Regions from separate parts of the Rattus norvegicus genome. Here region 2 is linked to region 1. Evidence: chromatin contacts called from public Hi-C data. All regions are on one chromosome and are shown on one strand. The core of a region is the stretch at or near the end of the contact, and the rest is flanking DNA. Distances in the headings are between cores, read along the strand shown.

The links. Hi-C and Micro-C count contacts between places; a contact is called where the count stands out from the background.
Region 2: a Hi-C map of liver shows a contact between it and region 1, with 7 times the contacts expected there. The contact joins the enhancer-like site here to the promoter of Rbp4 in region 1. A contact is called at or near these places in 3 of 12 Hi-C or Micro-C datasets (hepatocytes, kidney and liver).

Annotation. Positions count from the first base shown.
Region 1 is chr1:245,311,966-245,315,569 of GRCr8, reverse strand. Rbp4 (retinol binding protein 4) reads left to right here and starts at 2,019. Exons shown (of 6, transcript NM_013162.1): 1 at 2,019-2,050; 2 at 2,160-2,288; 3 at 2,375-2,511; 4 at 2,667-2,773. The coding sequence starts at 2,178.
Region 2 is chr1:245,351,849-245,355,452 of GRCr8, reverse strand. It overlaps Pde6c (phosphodiesterase 6C), which reads right to left. Exons shown (of 22, transcript NM_001416003.1): 12 at 1,884-2,030; 13 at 1,544-1,651; 14 at 1,086-1,195. Among named protein-coding and RNA genes, the nearest start is that of Pde6c, 32 kb to the right of the region's middle. Within about 2 kb of position 1,697, at least 2 of the 93 cell types and tissues checked have an H3K27ac peak or open chromatin away from gene starts, as enhancers often do. A contact at or near this core is called in liver, where this site is marked.

The DNA.
Region 1 (3,604 bases), core at 770-3,269:
TACATACTTCCACCACCTTCTGAGCACATCTTATTTGAGCTGCTGGGTTCTTTTCAACCAACAGTGAGCAGAAAATATTAGCAGAAAAGGGCACAGAAAGATACGACAGAAACGACTTAAACGTGCACAAGAAGCACTCAGTTGAACACTCAGGAGAATGGTAACATACTACATACCCTGCGGTGGCCTTATACCATCCCATAGACCCCCAGCCTTTCTTCAGTGTGTGTGCTGGACACCTTCATCTTGTTTATGAACCGTGTAGTTAGGCACTCATGTCCAGACCCCTGCTGACTTTTCGTCATTCTCTAAACAATATAGTTTAAAAAAAAAAAGAGTTTGCGTAACAACACACCACCCTGGTGTCTATACTGAACTTATAGTCCTTTGTTTACAGCACAGTAGTTATTTACATGACATTTACATTTTATTAAACATTATAATCCAGAGAAGACTAAAATACACACGAGGATGCATATAGATTGTATTCAAATGCATCATTTTATACAGAGGCTTTGGATATCCTTGGATTTGGGGGATATAGAATCAAACCCTAGCCGAAACTGAGGGGCAAGAAATGCATCCTTTGGTAAAACTAGTCCAATCAAATTCTCCAGTTAGCTACTGGTCAGTAGTCCTTCCTAGGTTCCTGTGGAGTTGAAACATAGTCTCTGGTGCCACAGAGACTACAAGGAACACAATGGGTGCAGGGGTGGAGAGGGACAGAAAGCAGAGAACCAGGCAGGTGAATGTCCAAAAGGTCACAGGAAGTTGAAGGAAGCCACAGGTATCTTTACAAGATTTCCAGATGTGGCTAAGGTGCTGTTTGTTGAAGGAAACATCAACCTAGTTCTTTCTGTGGCGTCTCTCCTCTCCTTTCCCCATCTCCTCTTATAAAGCTATAGCAAAATATTCAGTGTCTCAAATGCTCAGACTTTGGGCAAGGGAGACACAAATACTTTCTCATAAAAAAAAAAAGTCACTAAATCTCATTGGTCGAAATCTTCCTCCTTTGAACTGCTGGGTTCAGTTTGACAGATCGCAAACTCCAAACGCAGAAGGGAACGTAGTGAGTCGTGTTGTGCCATAAGCAAAAAGTATTAACCGGTCAACACACCTTTTGGCCACCACCATTAAGGTTATGGAATTCTTTCCCTCTCCTTTTTCTCTTCCTGAGCCAATTTTCCTCACTGTTTTGGAATAAGTAAATCCTAGTATGGCTTATAAATAAAAATGCATGGTGAACACTTAGCAATTATGTTTTTCGGTGTGGTTTCAGGGAAGTGTGGCAACAGAAGTGGACGATCAACCACTCGGCCACTGGCGCTGCGAGAAGATTTCCTGCCCTGACCAGGTTGCGTTGCTAGAGAATATTTAACAGGGAGCGTTTTAGTTTTTCTAAAGATGATGAAACGAAAGAATAAATATTGACACAAACAGCACCACAACTCCTCAAAGAGTAAAATATGCCCCTTTTCTAAAGGGAAAAAACCGCAGCCAAAATATGCCAAAATGCTTCGCACAACAGCTCCTCAGTAGGAGCAGAGGCCACTTGGGAAAGCCAGGGCCTGGACACTAATGTGCCAGGCTACATCATAGGTCCCTTCTTGCTCAGTGAGGCCACCATCATCACACCATGGCCACGTAGGCCTCCAGCCAGGGCAACAGGACCTGGAGGACACTCAAGACCGCAGCTGGCTGTGCTGTCGCTGGATTCCCGGCCCAGCTCTTGGCCCCGATGGCTCGTCTGGGCTGGAGAGTTTGGCTCCACCAAGACCACCCTGAGCGGAGCTCGTAGCCTAGGCATCATGGGGCGGCAAGGCTGACGGAGGGGCCCCGCGTGCGTTCAGGCGGTGAGTCAGGGAGGGTTATGCAAGCTCCGCCGCCCCCCTCCCGCCCGCCCCCGGCACCTCCCCGCGGTCTTTCACCCCGCGTGGTTACGAAAGCGCGACCCCCTCCCCCCGGAGCTATAAAGGTCGGGAAGCCGCTCGCCTCCGTCGCTTCACGCGCGCGCGAACGCGGCGGCCAGGCTTGCACGCGGCTTCTGCTGGTGAGCGGTCGCGCGCTCCCCCCGGGACCTGCGGGGCGGGGTGGGGTGGGAGGGGGCGACGGGTGGCTCGGTCCTCCGGATCCGCGCTCACCCGGCGCCTGTCCTGCAGGGCAGACTCCGGTGTGAAATGGAGTGGGTGTGGGCGCTCGTGCTGCTGGCGGCTCTGGGAGGCGGCAGCGCCGAGCGCGACTGCAGGGTGAGCAGCTTCAGAGTCAAGGAGAACTTCGACAAGGCTCGTGTAGGTATCAGCCCCGGTCCCCCGATTCCTGCGGGCCGGCGGTGGACCCCAGACTCTAGTCGCCAACTCTCTTATCTCTTTCTCAGTTCTCTGGGCTCTGGTATGCCATCGCCAAAAAGGATCCCGAGGGTCTCTTTTTGCAAGACAACATCATCGCTGAGTTTTCTGTGGACGAGAAGGGTCATATGAGCGCTACAGCCAAGGGACGAGTCCGTCTTCTGAGGTCAGTGGCCTCTAGTGGGCTATGTGCCGCGTTCCAAGGTGCCTCCCCGCTTTGGCTGGCTGGGAGCCCAACCCTCACTGGGAAGGGAAAGGAGCACCTTGGATGGGGTAGGAGCCCTTTCCTGGCTTGGCTCAGGGTTCTCTTGGCTTTTTCAGCAACTGGGAAGTGTGTGCAGACATGGTGGGCACTTTCACAGACACAGAAGATCCTGCCAAGTTCAAGATGAAGTACTGGGGTGTAGCCTCCTTTCTCCAGCGAGGAAGTGAGTAGTGGGGCATAAATGGCCAAATCACTGTGATTCTATTCAGTGGCACCATTGGGAAGGGCTTTAAGAGGCAGTCTCTCTGGCCCTGTCTGAATTTAGGGGCCGTGGGATTAGAAGGGACTGGATTCTCAGCCTAAAATACCTGATCCAAGTTCAGAAGGGCCTTTGGGCTTGTCGGGTACCATTTTCCTGATCACCACACTGTCTCCCCACATCACCACTCCACTCTGTTCCGTTGGGTGGAATCCCTGAGACAGTTCGACAATCTGGAACATCGGCAGAAGTAGAGACCAATATCCAAGATGAAGGGACCAAGTGTCTGAGCTGGGTGAAAACCCCCGGGCCTTGCCGGTGGACTACCACCAGCCAGGCAGTTTTCTGGCTGCAACAGTCTCCTTTCCTTAAGACCTCATATGTAAGGCAGGATTTTGAGGACTCCCAACGAAGTTCCCTAAAGCTTAGGGTACTTTTCAGGACAATCTACCCGTTCTTTAACCCCCAGTCCATTTCACTTAAATTATAAATCTGAAAGCTACTTGATTAACTAAGGGATAATTCAGGGTGGGAAGAAGTATCGTGAGATCTCAGAGAGGAGGGGTTCTAGATCTCACCATGGTTCTAGATTTGTGGGTTGCTATCCCCTTGGGGGGGCGAATTATTCTTTCACAGAGGTCACCTAAACCTATCTGAAAACTCAGATGTTTCACTATGATTCACAACAGTAGCAAAATTACAGTTAGGAAGTAGCAACAAAAATAATTTCGTGGTTGGTGGCACTACAACACGAGGAACCATATCAAAGAGACATACACACAGGATTAGCAAAGT
Region 2 (3,604 bases), core at 448-2,947, 40 kb before region 1:
ACCCTTGCCTTAGTAAGGACAGAATGGCCAGCTCAGGCATGATGTCCTGGGATCAAGTCTCAGTAGAGATGCTGCTTTCAAGATGAAGGCTGACAGCCCAGTTGTTCAAAGTGCAAAGAGACTGTTCAGATTTAGAATGTGCTTTTCATTCACTGGCCTTTATCTCGAGTCCCTGACACACAGGTTTCATGGATGTAATCTCACCTGACCCCCACAACAATCTCTGAAAGGCCAAGGTTAGAGCCATTTTAAAGTTAAGAAACTGAGTCTGGGAATAAGTGAGTTGCCTACGTTTCAACCAGGAAATAGTCGGAACCCATGAACCCACAGACCCAAGCCTATGGTCTCTGGAACACTTCACTACTGCTGGAGGATGGTCACGTGGTAGAGCTGAGGCTGACGTGTGGCTGGGGATTTTAGATGCTTGATGCCATCCAATCTTAGCAGCTGCAGATCATTAGTGTAACTCCTATCGCCCAGAGGAGGAACTCAGGGTTCGGGAAATAAATGACTTGTGAATCTGAATCCGCCCGACACAGTCCGCACCTGTATCATTACACTTCCTTCCTGGGGACAAGAGAAGGAGGTGGCAGGACATTAGCCTAGAAAACCAGCTGAGAGAGGGAGTGGAGGAACCAAAGGACCAGGAAGTGAAGGATTAGGAGCCCCAGAAGATATGTTTTCTAACCTGAGCAAGGGAGATTTAATCCACTAGGAAAATTGAATGTGATTCCCTGATTAAAGTTATGTGAACAAAGTTGGGAACCTGAGAAGTGGAAGCAGAGAGAGAGACAGAGAGAGACAGACAGACAGAGACAGAGAGAGACAGAGAGAGAGACAGAGAGAGAGAGACAGAGAGAGACAGAGAGAGAGACAGAGAGAGAGAGACAGAGAGAGGGAGAGAGGCAGACACCATGGGAAAAAAGCAGATATCCCGAGCTTGAAGCTCAGGGGGGGATGCAACACTCCTGAGACTAAAAGCAGCAGAAGTGACTGGCTCCAGGTCTCAGAGGACAGGAGGGGGAGCATCCATCCCTCCCCAGCATCTTCCAGCCTCCGTCAGCACAGCACGCACCCTCACTTACTTCATTTGGTACAAGTTATTGGTTCCTCTGTGGTCAATGTCATGGCAGAAGGCAGCAGCAAGCATGGCAAAAGCTTCGAGGTCTGTGTAGTATTTCTTTAGTCTCCCAGTCTAGAAAGACGTACGAACACATTTATAGCGGCCAATACGGGCTACTCCAGGTATAGCCCAGTTGGCCTGCAAGGAAAGGGGCAGTTACCACATTTCTACCAAAGATTAGGTTTTTATTTAGTGAGTCTCGTGGCATCCCAGGGAAGTTTCAGAACCCAGCAGGTACCTGCATTTTTCCTTTACAATGGTAAACCTATGAATTTCTGGTCGATAATCTAGCCAACTGCAGAAGGGTTGGAGTCTGAGGGATAGTGACACAACAGGACATATCCTTTTCTTGTTACTTCTCAAGAGGAGAACTATTCACAGTTGCAAGGACTTTCAGTGGCTTCCAGCATCCGTACCTACCATTAACAAAGTGAACATGGTCTGCCCCACGTTGAATCCGTGTCGCCAGTTGTGGTAGGTGACAGGGCGGTACCCTTTCCGAACTGTGTACATCCACCGTGTAAGAACCTGTTACCCAAAGGCAACAACACCATTCAGACTTTAGAACAGAACTCTAAAGGGTAGGTGGCCCGGGGCACACTTATCTAAGATGGTATGCTGGTGCTGTTGACAGAGTTTAAGCCAGTGTAGTCACAAAGTTAATGATAGTTTGAAATCCTAACTTGAGCTAATCTTTGGAACCGCAGAAAACATCACGGAAGCCCAGCAACAGAGTCAGCTTTTGAGAATGCCACCTGACCTCGACCGGTACTTTGAATTTCTCCACCACATTTATCTCCAAAAACAGCCGCAGCCCGCATTTAACCAACTCGTGCTCCGTAACGGGGAAGTCGCTGAAACGGAACTCGTACAGGTCTGCTGCTCTTGGGTCGGGCAGCTCCTCCTTCTGTTGGAAGGACAGATTGCTTCACTATACATCCAGCCTAGAGCCCGCCATGCAGAACACCCATTATCAATGGTAAAGGGTTGATAGGAGGGGATGCGGAAGTAGTTCAGCAGCTCAAGGTATCTGTCCCCAGGCCTGATGACTGGAGTTCAATCCCTGGAGCCCTCACCGACTCCATGAGTTATTCTCTGACCTCCACGTGTGCCCAGGACACATGATCCATACCTATATCATACACACACGGACACGCACGCACGCACGCACGCACGCACGCACGCACGCACGCACGCGGGAACCTCTTTCTCTCCTCCGTCCCCTCTTCTGTCTTCACTCCCCTTTTGCTTATACCAGCTCCGTGTACACCAGCACCCGATAACCAGTAAAGCCGCAATTTAGAGCCACGTTTAAAATTTTCTCAGCGGATTTGACTCCAATCTAATCCCAGGGGCTCTTTTCTTTCTACAGTGGGGATTCCTGTCGTGGGTTCAAAGGGCTTAGGGATACGTGGGGGTGAGAGGTGAAGGAGGCACATAGTCATGGCTGTGACTTGGGAGACAAAAAGTCGTATCTTTTCAACAAGGAGTTTAGTGTAGTGAAATGCTTTATAAAACAGGGGCCAAGGAAGGCCGGGGGCTCGAGATTATTAGAGAACAGTACCATGCTCTCGGTGCTATGGGAGAAACAATGGTTGGGAACAGGTTCCCATCAATCAAATGAGGGAGATGCTGAAGGGACATCTCCAAAGCTAAGCTACTAGGAGGAAAAAAGGACCAGAGGAGGGGATGAAGGGAGAAGGAGATAGGACTTGCCAGGGCAGGAGACAAGTCATAGAGGAAATAGTGGTGAGGAGGGGGAACAGGAGGTCACTGGGACTATCAGGAGGGAGCAGAGAACAAGGAGCAGCCCAGGCCTCGGAAACCAGTTTTACTTAAAGCAAACATATGCGCCTGCCATTTGGTGCTCAAATGTATGGAAACTGAGCTCAGGGGAACCTTCACTCATGGAGGGAAGTGACCTGCTTTCCTGTACTTTCGTTTCTCTTCAACACGGTATTGAGGGTAAAAAGTGCACCTGGCCAACTGTCACTGAGATGAGTTCCCCTGTAGGTCTGAGGTAGACCACACAGCTGCTGCCAACTCCTCCTTCTTCGTGCTTTCTCTCCTGTCATGGTCATTGGCCTGAGAAAGGCTTTGCTCTGTCACCCTGGCAGGCAGGCCCTCTGGGATGGCCATTCTGCAACCCAAAGCCACTAAGACGATAAACCTAGCCAGTCTCCCTAGATCCTGAGGTAACTCTTGCAGCCATCTAGTTTAGCTGCAATTGTAAAGGGTCTTTGTGGGATGAACTATATCGAACCATGATGAAGAAAAAGCAGGAAACCAAAAGGCCAGTGTACTGGCTGATTTTGTGTGTTAACTTGACACAGGCTGGAATTATTACAGAGAAAGGAGCCTCTCTTGAGGAAATGCCTCCATGAGATCCAACTGTCAGGCATTTTCTCAATTAGTGATCAAGGGTGGGAGGACCCACTATGGGTGGTGCCATCCCTGGGCGGGTGGTCTTGGATTCTATAA